2 separate regions of the Mus musculus genome follow, and region 1 is linked to region 2. A link is a contact called in public Hi-C data. All regions are on one chromosome and are shown on one strand. Each heading gives the region's core, a stretch centred on a gene start, on an enhancer-like site or on the middle of the called end of the contact. The rest is flanking DNA. Distances are from core to core; before and after follow the strand shown. Region 1 overlaps St8sia4 (ST8 alpha-N-acetyl-neuraminide alpha-2,8-sialyltransferase 4). Region 2 has its middle 55 kb from the start of Fam174a.

The links. Hi-C and Micro-C count contacts between places; a contact is called where the count stands out from the background.
Region 1: a Hi-C map of the Ba/F3 cell line shows a contact between it and region 2, with 2.8 times the contacts expected there. The contact joins two enhancer-like sites. A contact is called at or near these places in 3 of 39 promoter capture datasets (the HPC-7 cell line, hippocampal neurons and pre-B cells), 2 of 15 datasets of contacts at CTCF or cohesin (large pre-B cells and pro-B cells), 4 of 484 Hi-C or Micro-C datasets (the Ba/F3 cell line, the HPC-7 cell line, Th1 cells and 1 more), 7 of 115 datasets of contacts at active chromatin or transcription factors (the 230-238 cell line, the SCID.adh cell line, large pre-B cells and 3 more) and 2 of 9 other capture datasets (macrophages and pancreatic islet).

The regions. Positions count from the first base shown.
Region 1 is chr1:95,662,377-95,666,313 of GRCm38.p6, forward strand. All of the region lies in intron 1 of St8sia4 (ST8 alpha-N-acetyl-neuraminide alpha-2,8-sialyltransferase 4), which reads right to left. Among named protein-coding and RNA genes, the nearest start is that of St8sia4, 3.2 kb to the right of the region's middle. Within about 2 kb of position 2,130, at least 53 of the 459 cell types and tissues checked have an H3K27ac peak or open chromatin away from gene starts, as enhancers often do. A contact at or near this core is called in the Ba/F3 cell line, where this site is marked.
Region 2 is chr1:95,366,375-95,370,029 of GRCm38.p6, forward strand. No RefSeq gene overlaps it. Among named protein-coding and RNA genes, the nearest start is that of Fam174a, 55 kb to the left of the region's middle. Within about 2 kb of position 1,562, at least 6 of the 459 cell types and tissues checked have an H3K27ac peak or open chromatin away from gene starts, as enhancers often do. A contact at or near this core is called in the Ba/F3 cell line, where this site is marked.

The sequences.
Region 1 (3,937 bases), core at 880-3,379, 300 kb after region 2:
CAATTTTCATATTATACTTCTAATGATAATTATTGCCTATGAGTAAGATTGTGGATGTGCACGGAAGTTAACCTTCACACTCTGGTGTACACCTTTAAGCAGGCATAAATTATCATTATTTTTTATGGGAAAAGGCAAAGATCTTTCCAATCATCACTCCATTAATGACTGTCAATATCATTTTTTCTACCATAGGTTGCTAAGGTTCAAATAATAATTTTGAGACCTAGTATATTTTATGGTGTTAAAATTATTCATGCAATTGAATTTTTAAAATTGATATAGTATTGTGGCAATTAATGATGAATATAATTTCTACATGTACAATGGTTTTTATGATGATATAGTTAGTCCTATGGAATGTTAACAGGACAAATGCATATTCTGAGAAGACTGGTACTTCCCCATTTGAGCAGCTTCTATTAAATTGGTGATTGGCCATAGGTCAGGCTTTTATCATTGGAAAGAACCTTGAATGAAAATGAGCACTAGTAGTCAAACTTCTCTTTTACACTCAAAGGAATCATCTCACGCTATAAAGCATACTTTTTTGTTGTTGGATATTTTTGTAAACGATCTTGGTTTTACTGTCTGAAGAAAGATTCCCTTCCCATGAATTCAAGGCATGAAGAATATTGCCACCCACTGTTTGCTTCTCATTCTACTTTGGACATGACCTCTGAACAGCTACATTGAAAACACTTTTTTGCATAGAAATATCTACAAAACATTCAACATGCAATTTTAAAAAGGGAAGAAACAAAAGACATCAAAGAAATCACTCAGCACTAAAGAATGTGATTTGATAGTGTTTCTGCTCCTATGGTGTTGTGAAATTCAACAAAGATGATCTTGCACAAGATCCCACTCTGAGGAATATCTGTACTTATGCCTGTTAACATCTACAATCTTTTGTTATTGTTTTCTCTTTGGTATGAGTTTCTGCCTTTGCAATAATTTATATTGTCAATTCTGAGATACACAACAAAGGTGATTAAATACACTTTTGGATATTAGGTCTCAGTATCTTAGTATTTTAGGATACTGATTACTTAGCTGTGGAATGAATGTGACTAGATTAAGCTTCTTCATTAATTGAAACTTAAAAAAAAACATATCAACAAAAGACTTGAGTCAAACTAAGTCTGAACTCAAGCAGGGAGCAATTCTATATTTTATTCCCAAAGTATCAAACAAATAAAGATGAGATATAGTGTAGTGTAATTGAAAAATTAATCTGGGAATTAAAGGGCAAAAGATGGAATACTGTTTTACAAACCCATCTTCTACTTTGAAACAATTTAAAAGTGAGTTTTTCTGTGCAGTTATAATCTCAGCACTGGGTGTTCAGCTTTACTATCAACCTTATACATGGCAAAATTCAAAACTGTTGATTGTTTAGTAATATAATGTAAGGAGCCTTAAGGGAGAAAAAAAGACATGGATAACTATACTGAAGTCTCATTGTAGTTCTGCCAAGTAAGTTTCAGGGAGTCTCACCAAAATTGGCATCTATATATCATTTAACTTTGCCACATGTTTAAATTCTTTCCTCACTAGAAAGGTTTGCTCAAGTAGTTGTGCATGTGGGAATCTTAAAAGCCATTTCCAGTATATTCTGGTGAGTATGCCAAACGTGAAAAAGTAGTGAAAAGCCTGTGGGAGAAAGTAACTCAAGAACGATCCACTTAATACTACCAGTGGTCTGATGTAGATGCATTAACAAAATCCGTCTATCAATAAAGTTTATCCAGAAGGAAATGGCAGGTTCAGGTGGTCAGTGATTGTCACTCACACTGTAGGGAGTAATCCCCTACTCTTGTTGAACACACTGCTAAGGTTCCTCCAGAAATAGAGGACGGCAACCTTTCTCAGCTACTACTTTCCTTTCTGTGTACAATGAGTGCTTGATGCTGAAGAGTGAGTGATGCTCCATTGGCTGTGCGTGGGGACTCTGCTAAAGAAGAAGTGGTTGGATAGAGAAACCTCCTATCTAGTGGGAAATATTCATGGTGTTGGGGACTCTGAACTCAGAGAAATGTAAGATTAAAGAACTTGGTTGGAGCTACTGCCAGCCTGTAAGGCTTGCAGTGCCCCCCAAAGGCTGTAGCCTGCCTCTATGGTCTCACTTTTAAATGAAGTTTTGATCTGGCCTTCAGGGCCCCTTTACTCTTTAAGTCATTTCAAAACTGGCCTCCCCATAAGCTTGCACAGAGACGAGATGGTGGGTTAGCTGATGAATCAAGTGCTCCACCAGAGGCACTGTTAGGGAGTTGAAAGAAATCATGTGCTCAGGTCACCCCCCTGAACGTTTCATTCAGGCCAAAAGGGGATGAACATCCAGAGACCCCAGCTACCCTGCACTGCTCTTGGTAACACTGGCCCCACCCTGTGCCTGAGTCTGGAAGCCCAGAGCAGTCAGGATTTCTCCAGCACGTGGGTGAGGACTGTCTCCACAACCCTGTCTCTGCCTTGTTCAAAAAAGCTGCAGTTGCGGGCTTTAATTAAAGAGGAGGAGCTTTGAATGTGAATTTTTTTGTTTGTTTGTTTGCTTGACTGTCACAAATGAAGGCAGGCTTACTTCTTTCTGAAATGATGCTCACACACGAAACACACACGAAACACACACGAAACACACACACACACACACACACACACACACACACACACACACACACACACACACACACACCAGTCTTCTCATTATCCTGCTCTGACTACTAGTTCTTGTAGAAGAAAGGGTAGACACCAGCACGGCACCCGGTACACCTCTCTTCCTGTTTTGATAACTCAAGCGCTGGCCTCAAGCCTTCTCATAGGAACTGGGAAGAAAGAACTGGCAGCTCAGCTTGCAAAGGGTGCGGAGGCACAGCTCAGTAGAGCTAACCCAGTCGCTGTGTGACTGTGGGGCTGCAGCTCCTCTGATGCCAGGGCTGTGCAGACCCTCCCTTGATTTCCAAAAAGGCCAGAGAATAAATGTCACTGTGAAACGTGGAGTGTCCTGGATCTGATATTTTCCTTTGGGGCACCCGGGATACAGGCCTCCTTCCTGGAGGCAATTTATCCGAGCAAGGGAATGACTCCTTTGCAGGGTTTGGACATAGTGTTCATCACCACGCCCACTCCTGCTCGCTAGGGTCCCAAACCACTGGAGTCCTGTAGAAGCTTGGCCGCTTTGTCTAAGCGCCGGCTCCTTGGAACCCAATCAGTTCTGAAGGGAACAAAGAGCCTCGATTCGCAAGCCCCAGCCTCCGCCTCTCCCAGGAGTTCCCACGCGCGGGTTCACCACCTTCAAGACCCCTTTGTCTGCCTGGCAAAAACAGGTCTGCTGGGTTTATTCACACCCCTCCCAATTTTTCTTTTCCACCATTGACATGGATTTTCCAACCATCCACTTCTAGGTAAACGACTTCACCTAATTCTTTTTATTTATGTATGTATGTATTTATTTTTCCTCTCATACAAACCTTGAATAGGTTTGTTGAAGCATAAGGACCATTCGGCCCACTCCTTATTAGTGTTCCTTTCTCCTAGAGTCCCCTTTGAGCCTAGTACTATTAGCTTTATGCAGAATAGCAAGTCCTTCCGGGAGGATACACCTGCGTCTTACTCACTTCATTGTGACTGATTACTCAGAGAGGAGCGGGGATATTAAGAAAAGAGCTGCGTAAAGTTTCCTAGTGTGTGTTTGAGAAGCTCTCTGCCCCGCCCCCCACACAAAACCGCGCACACACAAAAATGCCAAAGCATCCTTCTTCGTTTCAAAGATGCCAGAGACAATGTAAAAACAGAAGGAAATCTCAGCCAGTGCAGTTTCCGACTGTGGAAAGCTCCGGACTTGGGAGGATTTCCGAAACAGGACTTTTAACAGAGTTGACAACAGGGCCATATCCTCAGATGTGCGCTTCCAAGCCTTGTCAGAGACAAGAAGTTACAA
Region 2 (3,655 bases), core at 312-2,811:
TGAATCTTTTAGGTCTCCAAATTGTTCTAAAAATATGTATCACAAGTATATTTTGACATCTCTAACAAAACAAGAAAAGATTTTACTTTCATTATTTAGTTTTTTATTCTCACTTCCTATTTGTTAAAATGAAATCTCTTGGTCACTATTAACAATAGCTCACTATTTTCCTTATTTTACAATGTGGACAAAATGGTTTTGAATTGTCACCGCATTTTTAAATAAACCAACCCTTTGACTAGCAATAAAGTTGCGGAGAGAGATTCTTAGGCATTCTTTTTTGATCCTCACACAGTTTTTCACTAAAGATATTCAGACTTGTGCTCAAAAGCAGTGTGCTAATCTCCTTAGCCTTTGTGGTAGTATTTTATATTCAGTTACATTTAAGTTAAATCTCCCCTCCTCCCCTATGTCCTTTTATCCCTTCCCTTCACACCTGCCACTCCTATCTCCTTGGCAAGTATCCAGCAAAGCTCAACACGTGTTTGTGTTCTTTTCTTTTTTGTGAGGGGATGTGATAGGTTAGAAATATGAATATACATTTTTTTCTTCTGAACTAACACTTTATTCAAGCTTTATAATTATTTCTAATCATCTAACTTTCAACTCTTGTTGTAAAGATGTTTGTTTGTCCTGTCTATCATACCTTTCTAATTACTTTTATTAATTTTATTGTTATTTTGTTTTAGTTATTTTTTAAATTTTAAACTGTATTTATTTATTTTTAGTTTTTCAAGACAAGGCTTCTTTGTGTAGACTTAGCTGTCCTCAAACTCACTATGTAGGCTGTACTGTTCTCAAACTCAAGAGATATGCCTGCGTCTGTTTCCTGTGTGCTAGAACCAAAGGCTTGAGTCACCAAGGCCTGTTCTATCTTTTCCTGTTTTAATGATAAAGATAATGATGTGTAATTGAGGAAAATACGTAATAAAAAATTTTTAAATAAATAAATATAAAAAAAAGATTTAGAACTTTAATATTTAGAAATTAGGTACTTTTTTTTCTTCAAATTAATTCTTTCTACCCTGGAGCTCTTGACTCTAGCTGCATATGTATCAAAAGATGGCCTAGTCGGCCATCACTGGAAAGAGAGGCCCTTGGACATGTAAACTTTATATGCCCCAGTACAGGGGAACGCCATGACCAAAAAGTGGGAGTGGGTGGGTAGGGGAGTAGGGGGGGTATGGGGTACTTTTGGGATAGCATTGGAAATGTAATTGAGGAAAATACCTAATAAAAATTTTTAAAAAAGAAAAAAAAATTCTGTCAATGGTTTTGTTTTTGTTTTTTGTTTTTTGGTTTTTTTTTTTTTTTTTTTTTTTTTTTTTATCTTGAATGAGCTCTACTGACCTAGCCAAAGCCACAGTACTATGTTTTGCTGTGTGTCATGAAACACCTTCTTTAATAGTGAGAACTGGCTAACCAATTAATGTAGCATTCTCTATACTCTTTATGTCACTGAATAAATAAAATTGTTACTAAGGGGAAACCTAAGCAAATACTTTAGTTTCACTTGCTTTTAACTGTTTTTTTTTTTTTTTTTATGACTAATTTTGGTAATCACACAGCTAAGGAACGCAGTATTAGTCATGTTGAAGACGAATATGACGCTTGAGCCTGAAGCTAACAGGATCAAAACTTTTCCAGAGAATGTCTGTCTCAATCTTCTGCTTTCTGAAGTCAGAAAAGTTCTGGGTCAGAGTTACCCTTCATTACTGCCCCCAAATCTGTGGGGGTAAATAGGCATAACCCATAGTCCTGGAGGCGAGAGGCTTTATGAGATAATTAGTTCTTCTGAAGAAAATATAAGCAAAAATATATGATTTTAAGAGTTTGAATGTGTCAAAAGCCCAAGGCTGAGAGGTCACATTGTCAAACTGACTCTTGAAAGGTTTTGTTTCTTCTCACAGGCAGGGGGCAACCCCATCCTTCTTCAGACAAACTTGCCTGTCTGCCTGCCTGCCTGCCTGCCTGCCTGCCTGCCTGCCTGCCTGCCTGCCTGCCTGCCTTCCTTCCTTCCTTCCTTCCTTCCTTCCTTCCTTCCTTCCTTCCTTCCTTCCTTCCTTCTTTCCTTCCTTCCTTCCTTCCTTCCTTCCTTCTTTCCTTCCTTCCTTCTGTTTTTACTCTCTCTCTCTCTCTCTCTCTCTCTCTCTCTCTTTCTCTCTCTCTCTCTCTCTCTCTCTCTCTCTCTCTCTCTCTCTCACACACACACACACACACACACACACACACACACACGTATAGACTTGTGGCTGCTCACAGTGCTGTGAGTAAGTGATTCATCACTGCTCACCTCTAAATGGGGATCTATGTCAGCCCCCATCTGAGGCTTCTGGAATATTATAAAAGTGAGGGCAGAAAAAAAAAAATGTAAGAGCGAGATGATGGGAGGGGGAGGGCTGGGGAATGCTGGCTTCTGGAAATGATGAGACCTTTGCATAGAAGCAGGGGCTAGCTTCTTCTGACATTAGAAGAATGTGTCTGTCAAGTCCAGTCTCCGATGGCAGAAAGGTTTTATTGACTGTTGATAGCTGCTAGGATTTGGGAATGCCATTATCATCAGAGTAGAGTAGTTTTTGGTAAATCCCCTGTAATAATCCACTCCTTAACTTCATACCTACTGTCTTGGTCATTTCTTTTTCTTTCTTTCTTTCTTTCTTTCTTTCTTTCTTTCTTTCTTTCTTTCTTTCTTTCTTTTTTCTTTTTTTTTTGTAGTTATACAATTAATGAGAAAAAAAAGAGAAAGAAAACGAAAAACCAAAATGGATTTGAAAAACACAGCAAGAAGGGGTTTGTTGAAAAAGTTGGTGGGAGAAATGGAAAAGGGAAGATGGTATAATTATAATCTCAAAAAAATAAACCCAAAAAGAAATGATTAAAAATAATAATAATCACCATGGCCAAAAGCAACTTGGGAGGAAAGGATTTGTTTTGCTTACACTTCCAGGTAATAGTTCACCACTAAAGGAAGTCAGGGCAGGAATTTGATGAGAGCAGGAACCTGGAGGTATGAGCTGATAGAGAAGTCACATGGGAGTACTATTTACTGGTTTGATTTCCAAGGTTTACTGAGCCTGCTTTCTTATAGAGCCTAGAATCAGCAGTCACTCACAGTGAGCTGAGCCCACCTTTATCAGCCATCAATCAGGAAAAATGCACTATGGGCTTGCCCATAGGCCAATTTGATGAGGGCATTTTCTTTTTCTTTTCTTTCTTTTTTTTTAAATTAGGTATTTGTTTCATTTACATTTCCAATGCTATCCCAAAAGTCCCCCACCCGCTCCCCCGCCCACTCCCCCACCCACCCACTCCCACTTCTTGGCCCTGGTGTTCCCCTGTACTGAGGCAGATAAAGTTTGCACGACCAATGGGCCTCTCTTTCCACTGATGGCCAACTAGGCCATCTTCTGATACATATGTAGCTAGACAGGAGCTCTGGGGGGTACTGGTTAGTTCATAATGTTGTTCCACCTATAGGGTTGCAGATCCCTTTAGCTCCTTGGTTACTTTTTGAACTTGATCCCCCTTCCTAAATGACCCTGTAAAGTTTTAGCCAGGATATAGATACTTACATGGATGAGCATGGTTAAAATCATAACAAAAGACATAAAAGTGAGGGAAGAATTTGGGCAGAGGAAGGTGTTTGTCAGTGATG